Linked DNA regions of Hordeum vulgare: region 1 is linked to region 2. A link is a contact called in public Hi-C data. All regions are on one chromosome and are shown on one strand. Each heading gives the region's core, a stretch centred on a gene start, on an enhancer-like site or on the middle of the called end of the contact. The rest is flanking DNA. Distances are from core to core; before and after follow the strand shown. Region 1 holds the start of LOC123445049 (CMP-sialic acid transporter 3). Region 2 overlaps LOC123445048 (SUPPRESSOR OF ABI3-5).

Region 1 (7,230 bases), core at 2,870-5,369, 45 kb before region 2:
TAGTCAATCGCTGACAATTGTTTAGCAGCAACCGTATGCCAAGGACACACATAGCTTGTTGGGATGACCCGTCTGTGTTATTATTGGTCTTCCCACACAATTCTGATGAATGAACTGTTTGTCGGGTATCACACATACCTTCTTATGCTAACTCGTTTGTGTTTTGCTGGATCAGCACAAACACTAACTAAAACATAGAAACACAATCATTATAGTAGCAATAATTATGTCATCATACAAAAACAGAAAGTAAAAGAAAAAAAAGATAACTATTGGGCCGACTCCCAACAAGCGTTATTGTTTTATGCCCCTAGCTAGGCATAATGCATAGTATCAAGTGTAGTAATCGTAAGGGAGATCCACTATGCTCATCTCATATTCCCTCTTATCGGCAGCAATATTTCTAATGGGCAAGAAAAAGTAGTTGAAGGGACTATATTTCACAATGCAAGGATCTGTGAGGTCAATTTCAGGAGGAGGAGGCTCCTCCTTAGGCCTCTTATAAGTAATAGCCATCTCTTCATAATATAAGTTTTGATAAAGATACTTCCTTTTCTCTTTATCAAGTACAAGATCTAATCCCATATTTCCTATAAAAAATGATCATTGTGTTCAAAAAGTTTGTCAACTAAAACATTAGGTGGAACCTTTTTCCTAAGATTCTCATCATAAGCAGCATAGTCAGTTAATCTTAATTTTCTTATTTCTTCTTGATCATAGATAATTCCTTCTATAGGTGGACACTCACCATTAATTCTATAGTGGTAAAAATTCTCTATCTTCTTTTATGATATGAGTGAACTCATGAACAAGAAATATATTAGCTAGGCGCTTGGTAGAAGGATCATGAATATTAGAAAACTCTTGAAACAACCATTGTAAACGGAGGGCGCATGTGCACAAATTGGCTCTCCAATTCCACTATAAGCAAGGAAATATATAGCATCCGTGTAACTATTAGTTCTAGTAAGAATTGATCCCTCTATCATGGTTAACAACCAGTGAAAGTGAAAAAAACTTGAATCACACTTTTCCCAGTAACATTACCACTACCTAGGTGAGAACTTAGGTTTCCCCAAAGAGGAAGGGTGATGCAATATAGTAGCGATAAGTATTTACCTCAGTGAGAACCAAGGTTATCGAACCAGTAGGAGAATCAAGCAAACTCCCGTTGTCAGCACCTACAAACATAAAACCAAACAGTTGCACGCAACACGGGCAAAAGGGTTGTCAAGCCCCTTGAACTCGTTACTTGCAAGGATTAATTGTGATAGAGATAGATATATAAATATAAAAAGTAAAAACAAACAATAAATTGCAGAAATGTATTTATATGGTACTAGCAGATATGATTAAGTAGACCCGGGGACCATAGTTTTCACTCGAGGCTTCTCTCTCAAACAAAGCATACGGTGGGTAAACATATTTGGAAAATCAGCCGCGAAAGCATAGGTCACGGAATAAGGTGCCTACAACTACTTACATAATAAAATGGATTAACAAAGAGGAGAGACCCGTTAGTACGACCAAGAACGCCACGAAATGGGGTAACGTCATAGGTGTCATCGCCCGTGAAAGTTGTGGCATCAACATTAGATGCTTAAGGGGCCCTAAAAACAAGCAATGGGAAAACCTCCTGTTAGGAAAGATGATAGATATTTTCAAGTTTAATGAACGAGACAATGCACTTGGAGAAATCCATGCCTTGCACGTGTTCACTAAGGCCTTGAATAGTAATAGATACCGTGCAAACAAGCTACTTGACGACGAGTATGATTTAGAGTATATCAAAAATCTATATCCTAGCACTACCGATGAGGAATGGACCTCCTTGATTACCGAGACAAAAATGCATACAAAAAGGACAGAGAGAAGTTTGCGTAGCTCCGAAGCCAAATGGTAGGGAACCACAATTCAGGAATTCGTGGTTATGAAGGGAAGCAACCAATCTGGGATAAGCATGATGCTATGTTTTTTTCTCGTCTCTGTAGTCCACCGACGCTCGATATTATCATCAACTACATTTTAAAGAACAAATCATATGGAAATGCTATATTTGAAGCCATGTGTCTCTCATTAAGTTGATTTTGTTCATGAGAGACCATGTTTCCATTATTAGCAATACACTGATTTTTTTGATCTTGAAAGCTTTGAGATTATAAATTTGAAGTATGTGTCGTGCGTGTGTGTGCCTATTGACATCTATGTTGTATCGCTATTTGTAAGAAAGTCAAAACTTTGTTTAAACAATGCATTGCCTACTCTTTTTTTCATTGAATTCTTGTGTTTTTTTAAAGAAGACAAACCTTCTTGAAAAAATACACCAGCCGTCTTTTTTTTCTTGAGATTATTACCTGCTATTATCTTGGAAGCAAGTCCTTCATTTACGAGATGTCGCCTAAATATCACATAAGCTAGCAAGGTAACATAAATGAAACAAGTATCATGCGTAAAAATTATAAGTTGCGCGTATGCTTGTGTGTGAATCCGGTCTTAGATGCCAATGGAAGATGAGGCCATCACAGGCTGACACAAGGTAAGTGATGACTACAAAACATGTGGGCTAACCCATGGAAACCACGGTGCCAGGGCCAGCCTACAGGCATCTGTCGCCTTCGCGTCCCCCCTCCTCCTTGCCGCCTCTTTGAGATATGCCTTCTCTACGGTGTCGTCTTCTCACCAACCAACCACCTCGATGAGCCTTTCTCCTGCAACTATATTGTCACCTTCGTTCCAGACATCACCACTAGCCTCGTCTCACTGCCCACCGATTGCAAGGCTGTAGCCGATTACATTTTAACAAATAAACCCCTAACAATGCTATATTTGATAAACAACACACATATTTTCCATCAATAACGACGCGATGGACCTTCAATCATGAGGGCTCCACCGCTCTAGTTTTAAAAGCATGCGCCGACTGAGCGAGTGCGTGTGCCATGGTGCGCCCGTCGACACCTACACCGCTCCACCGTTTTGCAAGGAACTCAGAAATTAAGTTTGAAAGGCGCACATTTCGTTCAAAACATTTCGGAATACAATTTTTTTGAGAACTTTTTGAAATAGAAGATGGCAGTGCCTGCTGGAGTATTTCTGCTGCCAAAGGAGCCCCCATGTGGACCAAACCGATCTTCCACTTGGCTCCGTGTCGGTGCCAGCCCTGCTGCTGCTGCAGACGCGGCACACGTGGCGCCTGCACGGGCCCCAACGGCCAGGATGCTCCCATGTGCAGGCTTGACTCCGGATAGCGATTAGCCCAAGCCCCTCCTCGTAGCCCGCAACCAATTAATCAATTTTATTTATCGCCCCGTCTAACGGTTCGGCGCGGCCGCACCTGCGTGCGCGACCTGAAGTTCCCGAAACGCCCCCTGCCCTCTTCGAACTCGCCATCGTCCGACAGGGCCGGAGGACGGGGGCAGTCTCGGAACACCGGCTCGCGTGTGCGCGTCTGGGCAGCCTCCACTTTGTCGGTCTGCGTAATCCGCCAGGCAGAAAACGGACGGTGCCGAGTTTCAGTTTGGCCCCTGCACTCTCCTGCATGCTCGAGCTGGAGTGCCATTTTTTACTGGGTATTTTGAAGGTGGTGGAAACAACCATGTTTTTCTTTTAGGGTTGGAGAAGCAACCATGTTGACGCGAACCGGTGCCGGTGAAGGGGATTGGACGTTGAATCTGGACGCTATTTGGTGCACACCTGCATTGCATTATGGGACTAGAAGGAACAAATTGTTTCCCTAGAAGAAGGAACACAAATTAATGGCACGAAAGGCGTAGGCTGTCTAAACATGGCATGCATTAATGGGGTAATAGTTTCATGCCATTCTTATGCTTGAGCATATCGGGTAATCCCTATTATGATGGACCAAAGTTAGCCCCTCGGTTTCACCAGGTTTTTCACATTCGTCCACGGGGGCACCAAAGACCCTCTTTCATAACAAGAAGAATCAGCCGTGGTTCACGTACGTTTTTAGAAATATTTGGGCCGTGTTTGGTAGTAGTATGACGGAGTATACTGTATATAGGAGGGACCTCATACGGAAACAGGTAGACGCCAGGGGCTTACATGGAAAGATAAAACCTCGCAGAAAAGCCCTTTCCCCTTTCGTTCTCGATGGGATATTCCCACGGAATTTATATTTCCGCTCCTCTCCTCTCCTCTCCTCTCCTCTGACCTCTCCCTCTCCTCCGCTCCTCATTGCCCCCCTCGCCCGCCCGCGCCTTCCAGAAGCTTCGCATCGCGATCGCCTCGGCCGCCGCGAGCTCCCGTCCCATGGTGGGCGCGCCCGCCGCCGGATAGGGCTGCCGCCTCCCCCCGGTTCGTCCCGGCCCGGCCCGCAATTCCCCGCGATTTCTCGGGCGATTCCCCCGGAACCCTCCGCCATTTTGTCGGCGCTGCTCCCCCGAACCGCACGCAGGGTTTTGGCGAGGCTTTTTTCGGCGGAGGGGATGAGCGGCGAGGTGGAATGCAGCGTGTGCCACGCCAAGGTGGCCGTGCCGGCGGCGGCCGTGTCCAAGGCCTACGACAGCCACCGGAGCACCGTCTCGTCGCGGCAGCGCGCGCTCAACGTCCTCCTCGTCTCCGGCGACTGCGTCCTTGCCGGCCTCCAGGTCACGCCTGCTTCCTTCTCTGCATTCTGCTCTGCTCGGTTTGATCAATGTGTCTGGTCGGTCTCCAATTCGCTAAGTGTCATACTGTCATGTAACGACTGAACCGTCAGGCCTGTGCTGCGGTAGGATTGAGTGGTTTTGGGGTCAACAACTCGCTGTTTTGTGCGTATGGCTAGCTACAGTACAGGCCGGTGCTAGTTTTTCAGTATGGAGTTTCCTGAGCTCTGTTTTTCAGTGTCAGTTTTATTTTACTCCCTCTGTAAAGAAATATAAGAGTGTTTAGATCACTCTTATATTTCTTTACAGAGGGAGTACTGGAGTAACCAGACGGTGCCCAGTGTTGGAGAATGGGGTCATTAATACTCGATGAGAAAGTAGTGATTTTTTTGGACCGCTTACTTGGGTGCTCTCCACTGTATATTGATGTCAGCATTTGCCTAGAAACACGCACCAGCTGCCTGTAGAAGAACCGATGTCTGCTTACTATCTAGACCCTTCTATAATTTGCATCGCTGATACCTAAATTTGTTATAGGATTGAGTACTAGAGTAATGGTGTTAAAAAATTATGTGGCCAACTGAGCATGTTCATCCAGGTTTTCATTAACTTTTTGGCATTTCATGTTGCACATTCTCATGTCTGTTGACACATTTCTACCTCCTTTTTCTGTAGCCGATATTGGTATACATGTGTAAAGTGGATGGAAAATTCAAATTTAGCCCAGTCAGTGTGAACTTCTTGACAGAGATTACAAAAGTTATCTTTGCCATCATCATGCTGTTCTTCCAGGTATGTGGAATCATCTGTTTTAATCCGTTGCTTTCATATGATGTGTCTTTATGTCCATATTCTTTAGTTTCACTATTATCGAGATCTGAAAATAATTTAATTTCTGTGAGGTTAGGTGTTCTGTTTGTTCACTTGAGTATGCTGCCAAGTGGACTGAATGAACATTCTGTATAATATTCTCACGTTTTAATTGTAACATTGATCAGAGAAGACTTCCTCTCGTAGCGATTTCTGTGACTGACTCCCTTATCATGTTTGGTTTTACCTCATGCAGGCTAGGCGTGTAAAGGTGGGAGAGAAGCCACTTCTCACAGTTTCAACATTTGTGCAGGTGAGTAGCTATGCAACATCTGGTCAATTCCTGGCCTGATTTCAATTGAAAAACCCCGCTTGATGGATATGCATGCTATCTTGTTTGAAGAGAACATGTGGTTGTGTATCCTCATTACCTGGCCATATACTGTCAAATTGCTACACGATAGCACAACTTAACTGACGGCTAATCATTTATTACTTTCTACTATCCATCAGTCTACCTTTATTTTTGTCGTGAAGGCAAAAATAGCGGAAATTTAGTGATCTAATATGTGATGCTAATTGTTTACCATTTGACAGGCTGCCCGCAACAATGTTCTTCTCGCGGTACCTGCTTTTCTGTATGCTATCAACAATTATTTGAAGTTTATAATGCAGGTAAAAAATTGATCAGCACCTCAGAAATTAGACTTGGCATAGTAACCTTTTCTTACTCTCTCTTTTCTGTTAAAAAAGCAAAATAGCGGAGCCCAACATTTATATTGGTGTAACTTGAATATGGTACAAATTTTCTAACCAACAGAATTGATCCTCTGTGTTATGCAGCTATACTTTAATCCCGCGACAGTGAAAATGCTGGGTAATCTCAAGGTATTGTAGTTTCCTTCTTTACATGCTAGATGTCTGAGTCTTGGTAGTTGCATAATCTCAATGTTGGTCCGTGCGTGCATGGGCTACACATGCACATTTGGACGGGCACACATTCTTTCGTTGATGATACATAACCTCCTTTTTTTTAGTTGGATGACCTCCTAGTAATCTCAGTTTTGGAATATGCCTTTCAACCATTAACGTTCATTTGGGGCCTGGCTGCATCTGGCGTACACTTTTGTGTTCTGTGATCATAAGTATGTATTATATCGATGCTTGTAGGTTCTGATAATCGCTGTGCTCCTAAAGGTGTTACTGAGGAGGCGCTTTTCCACAATTCAGGTAAGTTTTCTCTTAATTGTCATTAGTCATGTAATCTGAATTTGGACATGTTTGTGTTTCAGTATTTATAAGCATGAGTGGTCCGGGTTTAAGTCATATTTTTATTGGTGCAAGTTAAAAGAAAATTGATCACTTATATATATATATATATATATATATATATATATATATATATATATATATATATGTATGTGTGTGTGTGTGTGTGTGTCCAAATGTAATGCTATACTTATTTTGCGATGCCATGAACTTGTGTAATTGACATCATCCTGTTTTTTATTGACAGTGGGAAGCCCTTGCTCTGTTGTTAATTGGAATATCTGTTAATCAGCTGAAATCACTGCCTGAAGGTTCTACTGCACTTGGTCTTCCTGTTGCAGCTGGGGCCTACATGTACACACTATTTTTTGTAAGTTTTGACTTTTGTCTTAGTTTTTAATTGATTTATCTCATATTTCCTCTCAAATAATTTGTGCCTGAGTAGCCTGCCCATGAAATTTGGGAGGCTAGCAGAACTATCATTTATGTAATAGTTGTATAGGCCCTGCTTCTTAGCTGTAGCTAATCAGAAATGTTGTAGTTTTTT
Region 2 (7,212 bases), core at 3,858-6,357:
AGGTATGTCGTCGGGCTGCCGTGGAAAAGTCGTCTCAAATCAGCCCTAAAACCTCCGTATATATAGGGGGAAGAGGGGGAGCCTTGCCTTGGGGTCCAAGGACCCCTAAGGGTTTCGGTCGAGCCAAGGGGGGAAGGTCTCCCCTTCCAAACCGAATCCAACTTGGTTTGGAAGGTGGAGTCCTTCTTCCCTTTCCCACCTCCTCTTTTTTTTCTTTTCTCTTTGATTTTTCTTCCTATGGCGCATAGGGCTCTTTTGGGCTGTCCCACTAGCCCACTAAGGGCTGGTGCGCCACCCCCAATGCCTATGGGCTTCCCCGGGGTGGGTTGCCCCCCCCCCCTCCGGTGAACTCTCGGAACCCATTCGTCATTCCCGGTACATTCCCGGTAACTCCGAAAACCTTCCGGTAATCAAATGAGGTCATCCTATATATCAATCTTCGTTTCCGGACCATTCCGGAAACCCTCGTGACGTCCGTGATCTCATCCGGGACTCCGAACAACATTCGGTAACCAACCATATAACTCAAATACGCATAAAACAACGTCGAACCTTAAGTGTGCAGACCCTGCGGGTTCGAGAACTATGTAGACATGACCCGAGAGACTCCTTGGTCAATATCCAATAGCGGGACCTGGATGCCCATATTGGATCCTACATATTCTACGAAGATCTTATCGTTTGAACCTCAGTGCCAAGGATTCATATAATCCCGTATGTCATTCCCTTTGTCCTTCGGTATGTTACTTGCCCGAGATTCGATCGTCAGTATCCGCATACCTATTTCAATCTCGTTTACCGGCAAGTCTCTTTACTCATTCCGTAATACAAGATCCCGCAACTTACATAAGTCACATTGCTTGCAAGGCTTGTGTGTGATGTTGTATTACCGAGTGGGCCCCGAGATACCTCTCCGTCACACGGAGTGACAAATCCCAGTCTTGATCCATACTAACTCAACGAACACCTTCGGAGATACCTGTAGAGCATCTTTATAGTCACCCAGTTACGTTGCGACGTTTGATACACACAAAGTATTCCTCCGGTGTTAGTGAGTTATATGATCTTATGGTCATAGGAACAAATACTTGACACGCAGAAAAACAGTAGCAACAAAATGACACGATCAACATGCTACGTCTATTAGTTTGGGTCTAGTCCATCACGTGATTCTCCTAATGACGTGATCTAGTTATCAAGCAACAACACCTTGTTCATAATCAGAAGACACTGACTATCTTTGATCAACTGGCTAGCCAACTAGAGGCTTGCTAGGGACAGTGTTTTGCCTATGTATCCACACATGTAAATGAGTCTTCACTCAATACAATTATAGCATGGATAATAAATGATTATCTTGATACAGGAACTATAATAATAATTATATTTATTATTGCCTCTAGGGCATAATTCCAACACCGGAATGATCCAGAAACGAAGATTGATATATAGGAAGTTGGTATTTGGATTCCGGAAGGATTTCGGGCATTACTGACAGTGTACCGGGAGTGACGAATGGGTACCGAGGGCCCATCATGTGGGCCCACCACTCCCCAAGAGGGCCACGTGGACTTGATGGTGGCGCAATAGCTCTTGATGGGCTGACTAGTCAACCAAAAAAGCCCATGAGGTAAAAAGTGGAAAAACCAAAAGAGGTGGACAACTTGGGGAGGAGTCCTACTCCAAGTAGGATTGGAGGAGGACTCCTCCTCCTAGTTCGGCCGAGCCAAGGGAAGGCTCCCCTGGAAGGCAAGCCTAGCCCTTCCTTCCTCCTATATATACTAGAGGTTTCATGGTTTTTGAGACACAATTTCAGCCACGTGCTACCCTCTCCTCTAGTTTGTAGTTCTTCCTCTAGATCGGATTTCTGCCGTGCTCACGCGAAGTCGTGCAGGAGTAGATCACCACCATCACCGGCACGTTGTCACACTGTCGGAGAACTCATCTACTTCAACGTCTCTCTTGCTGGATCAAGAAGGCGGAGATCGTCATCGAGTTGTGCGTGTGCTGAACGCGGAGGTGCCGTCCGTTCGGTGCTAGATCGGGACATATCGTGGGACGACGGCGATTTGGATCGCGAAGACGTTCCACTACATCAACCGCTTTTCTTAACGCTTCCCGCTTAGAGATCTACAAGGTCATGTAGATCCGATCTCCCTCTCGTAGATGATCATCACCATGATAGGTCTTCGTGTGCGTAGGAAATTTTTTGTTTCCCATGATAGGTCTTCTTTGGCGGGCCGACGGGTCTGGTACGGCGGCAGGCTCGCGTGGTGAGCCTAGCAAAGCTGGATGTTTTGGCACTGTGGTGGTGCCGCGGCCGGTCAGGCGGCGGCGTCTGGATCCTGTTGGCCTAGTCTCCGGCAGAGAAGGCGACGATCCGTGCATAAGAAGCCGGATGGAGTTCTTCGAACAGATCTGGGTGACAACCTGCTCTTGGCTAGATGCCAAGGCCACGATGGCGGCGCTTTACGGTGTCGTTCTCTTCTTGAAGGCTTCATCGTGGAGAAGTTCTAGATCACTATGTGCTACCTTCGGGGAAAACTCTAGATCGATCGATCAGAAGACGGCGACGCGCTTGCGTCGTTTCCCCCTTGGGGCCTCATTTTTGGAGGTGTACACGGGCTCGAGGGACCAATGGATGACATCTTCAATGGAGTGGTGCTTCATCATACACATTGATGGCGACGGTTCTTGATGGCATGGCGCCTTGGAGATTAGGCGTCCGATGTGCGATGATGGACTCGCGCAGGAGGGTGATGATGTCTGACGTCGTGGTGGCGTCGGCGACAGCTAGACCGGGCAAGGTTGATGCATCAGTACAGCTATGAAAATGGATTGGTAGCAGGTGGCGACGGCGGCGGCGGCCTATGAGTGTGCGCCAGACCGACGGGTGCCCCATAACCGGTAGGTGGCTTGGTTGGGCCTGAGATCTTACATGTTAGGTTTGGCTACGATAATTGTTTGGTATTAGACTCAGACTATCTGCATCCCTTCATCAAATGAATAGAAGTAATGATAGATGTTGTCTAAACGGTGGCTTCAGTCTTACTACTGTATTACTTTGTAAAGTCTTTTGTGTATTATTAATAAAGTGATTGCATGCATCGTCGAGATGCAGAGGACAGGAGTCTTCCTCCTTTTCTTAAAAGAAAACTTTATAAAATGGCTTGAAACAAAATTTAAGGGATCTATCATGTGAGGAGAAAGCATCGAATATCTATTCTAGAAGGTCCACGATCACAAAACAAGCGAAGGTCAACTCTCGGCAGGGCTCACTTCTTTCATTTGAAGTAACATATCTATCCATTTTCATCTCTACTGTAGTTGTTTATTCACGAGCATCACAACATGTCAACGTACTAGTGGTCCCACTCCTAGGTGATTAGTAGATACCACCATCATTTTTTAGACAGGCTCGGACGGCTTTGAGATGCATTGTACTACCCACGATAGAGTAGGCATCTTGTGCATTGTCGCTCCCAGCGTTGGTACCAGACCGGAACCTCCGACCATCCGAACAAACGGTTGCCGTCGGGTTGCCCTCGCGACGGCGCCGGCTGATCCATCTCTTCACTCGCCGTCCCCACCCCCAGCGGCAGCTCGCGTGACATGCTACAAGACCTAGAGCCAGCGAGCCCGGCAAGGAACATTTTTTTTTCACCTCCGAAAACCAATCATCTTTGGTAATTCGATTGCATCGCGATTTTGTATCTCATCTCTTCTGAACAGCTGAACGTGTGTTGGCGCTGATTTTCCTGGGTGCAAAAGCTCACACGTTGAAAAACATTATCTGTCTGAGCTGAGCTGAGCTGAGCTGATCATCGATTGATTGTACGTGGACACGACGCGCGGGTCCGTCGGGTCGGTTAAACTAATAAACCGATCGATCATAACGCATGCAGGCCCAGGCACATCCAACTCCAGATTCATTGATTGTGTCTGTGTGTGGTCACAAATGTAGTTGTGCCACAGCACTACACTGTGACAGAGATAAATAGGGCTGTACGTATACGTAGTACTACGCCGGTCCAAGTTATCTTGGCAGTAAACATTTCTCGCATAACCTGTGTTGGCACCTCGGCAGGTACATCAGGAGTGGTACTCTACTAACATTGCTGCATCTGGCTTTGTCTAACTGAAGTGCGGTGCTCCTATTACTGACAAGATCACCAGAGGTGCTACTCTACTCTGGAGTACTCACTCATCATGCATTGCTGCACCTGGATTTGTCTAGCTATAAAACTGCAGTGCTCCTATTACTGACAAGATCACACACTGTCTTTGTTCTTGTTCTTGTGCACTCACGGTTTAGGATGACAGTGTGACAGTAATCTGGTACTATTTCCATATTCACAGGGACGGACGGACGGACGCCTAGGAGAGGTGAAAAAAGAGACAAACAATCATCAATCAAGAAAGAAAAAGAGGACGGACAGCGGAAAGCGACGCGAGATTCCCGGCTCCGATCCACGCCGGGGGAATGCAATTCTTGTCCTGTCGCTGATTACTCCTCGATGGCGCCGAGCTCGATCTTGCCGCCCTCGCTCTCCGGGATCGCCACCAGCACCGGCCGCCAGCTACGCCGCATCAGGAGGCTCCGCAGCCCGCCGCCGGCGGCCCGGAACCTCCTCCCGCCGCCGCCGCCGGCCGTCCCCGACGCGCCGCCGGAGCCAGCGGGCCCTGCTTCGTCGTCGTCGTCGCTGTCGGCGTCGCAGCTGCATCCGCGGCGGGTGCGCCCCGCCTCCGGCGACGCGACGAACAGATCCCTCAGCGTGCGGCTCCCGCGGCCCACCAGCGGCTTCTTGTCCTCCTCCCGGCGCCCCGCGGGCTCCGGCAGCCCGCCGCCGACGCGGCGGCAGAGGAAGCGGCGCAGGCGCGACCCGCGGCGGCGCCGGAGGCGGTACCCGGGGCTGGTGGCGTAGGACGGCGCGGGGCTGCGCGAAGGGCTGGGCGCCCCCGCCGCGCACCGCGTCGCCAGCAGCTTGAACCGCTGTGGCAGCGTCGCCATGCGGCCTGCGTCTCTCTCTCTCTCTCTCTCTCTACTCCACTCTCAGTGGGTACCCTGTGATTTGGATCGGGCACTTCTGTACTGAACGAGTCAGAGAGAAAAAAAGAACAGAGGGCAAACTCGTCCAGAGTGTATGACGGGTGAGCCCAGACATGGAGATATATAAGGTCCTCGTTCTGTGCCATTTTGTCCAACAGTCAGTCAAACATGTTGTCATCTTATACCAAGCAAAAAAACAAGGTGTGCCACCGAATCAAAATCCCAGGAAATATGGCCATTCTATCAAAATAATCGTCTTGGAATAAGAGGTTAGCTCTGAAAGTTTCCACGATCTTGGCCGTCGTACACTGACGATCTGAGATAGACAACCGCTATAAAAAAAATGTGGTTGACAAGAATCCTTTTCGTTTTTATTTGTCTCGTGTTACTTACGTTCCCGTGAGTTTCTTGTTCTATTTTTTGCTTGACATAGGTTCCCAAGGGAAACAGAACACAAAACTGGACTATCTGTGACGATTTCTACTTGCAGGTAAATTTCCACTAGCATGCAGCATACTCCCTCAGTTCCTAAATATAAGTCTTTTTAAAGGTTGCACTAAAAGACTAGATTTATATAAACATACTTTAGAGTGTGGATTCACTCATTTTGCTTCGTATGTAATTCATTAGTGAAAACTCTAAAAAAGACTTGTATTTAAGAACAGAGGGAGTACTTTTGACTAGTGCAAGCAATCATTTCCGGCTAACAGGTAAATTGCAACACCAGGTTTTAACTCCATTCAACAAAGCATGGGGTTTTCAGTATCACACCATTGAATTCAAGTAGGCAAGAAAAAGAAAACAGGTACAGAGATAGTTTGAATTACTTGGTGCTTGAATTACACCAAGAAATATGGAGCTAGCAAGACAAAAGGGAAATTTAACGGTACAAATGCAAGCCTTGGGGGTCTTAACATTAACACCGATGAAACGAGTAGCAGAACTAATTATACATGATGAAATAAAGAGAAGTACTTAGGACATCTCCCTGAATCTTGCAATTGCCTTCTTCTGGATTATGGTTTTATAGCTGTCGCCGGCTCGGGCCTCCAGCGATGGATCGGCTCTCTTCTGCTGACTACCAAGGCCAGCTCTCACATCGCCAGGCTTGGCCTGCACCGGCTCCTTGATGCCACTACCATCCTTTCCAAGACCCTGGGTATTTTGCAAAATAGTTGCAAGGGAAAAAAATACCAATACATGCTCATGTCAGAAGGAATGTTCAAGACACCCAGCTTCCATTCTGTAGGAAATATTGGCAAACTGATCCATCTGCAGTCGGATTAACTTTGTGTGCCTAACACAGTTTATGCCCATTCAAAGTTTTTTAAAGCTAGAAAATCAATTATAGTTTATAATTACTAAAAGTAAATTTAGCATTTTTTTTATTAAACAGAAGATGTGAAGGAATAATATTACTAGCTCAGTCAAGAGTGAAAACCTAAACTGACAAGTGACTGCCCACAGAAACCCAAACAAGCAATTATTATTAAAGAAAAATGTTACAAGGATTGAGAAAAATATTCAACGTATTAAGATAAGGCCATACATAGTTTATTTCAAAAGAGCAACAGCAGAATGGTTCTCGAAAATATAGAAAACAGAAAAGGCAAAAAAAATTATGTAGGCACTACAAACATGTGATCAGATGCAGGCAACAGTTAATGCTAATAAGGAAAATTGCGGCTAATCCATCTAAGGGGCTAAAAGCTGAGAAATACGTAAACATACCAGTCCTTCTTGCCAGCCCATGTTGCGCAGAATACGATTGCCCACATTGTTTTCGTCTATTGCTCTGTCAGCAGTGATCACCTCATAATTTTCAGTGTTGTCAATTTCACCAACGGAACGTTCACCCACCCCTGGAGGAAATGGCATTGATCCCATCTCACTTGAACCCTTTCGAGACGAATATTCACCAGCTTAACAAGGAATTTCCAGAATATTAATACAGATCTTGAACAAGCAAGACTGAAAACATCGGCCCTATAATGCATAATTGCATAGGATCAAGAAACAGAGTCCATCCACACCATGTTCGGCCTAATAATACAAGGCTGGATATACTGTCAGCACTCAGCAGAACACAGAAATGATAGTTGCAAAATGTAACAGAGTAAGGACATTATTTTCTCCGTGACATATTGTGCTCTAGAAAGTAG

What was found. Hi-C and Micro-C count contacts between places; a contact is called where the count stands out from the background.
Region 1: a contact with region 2 is called in a Hi-C map of leaf, with 2.2 times the contacts expected there. The contact joins the promoter of LOC123445049 here to the enhancer-like site in region 2. A contact is called at or near these places in 3 of 6 Hi-C or Micro-C datasets (leaf and seedling).

The regions. Positions count from the first base shown.
Region 1 is chr3H:559,143,999-559,151,228 of MorexV3_pseudomolecules_assembly, reverse strand. It overlaps LOC123445049 (CMP-sialic acid transporter 3), which reads left to right and starts at 4,119. Exons shown (of 15, transcript XM_045121973.1): 1 at 4,119-4,607; 2 at 5,280-5,396; 3 at 5,671-5,727; 4 at 6,012-6,089; 5 at 6,258-6,302; 6 at 6,585-6,644; 7 at 6,931-7,053. The coding sequence starts at 4,446.
Region 2 is chr3H:559,100,211-559,107,422 of MorexV3_pseudomolecules_assembly, reverse strand. It overlaps LOC123445048 (SUPPRESSOR OF ABI3-5), which reads right to left. Exons shown (of 17, transcript XM_045121966.1): 16 at 6,782-6,972; 17 at 5,762-6,205. The coding sequence ends at 6,026. Among protein-coding and RNA genes, the nearest start is that of LOC123445048, 11 kb to the right of the region's middle. Within about 2 kb of position 5,107, at least 3 of the 3 cell types and tissues checked have open chromatin away from gene starts, as enhancers often do. A contact at or near this core is called in leaf and seedling, where this site is marked.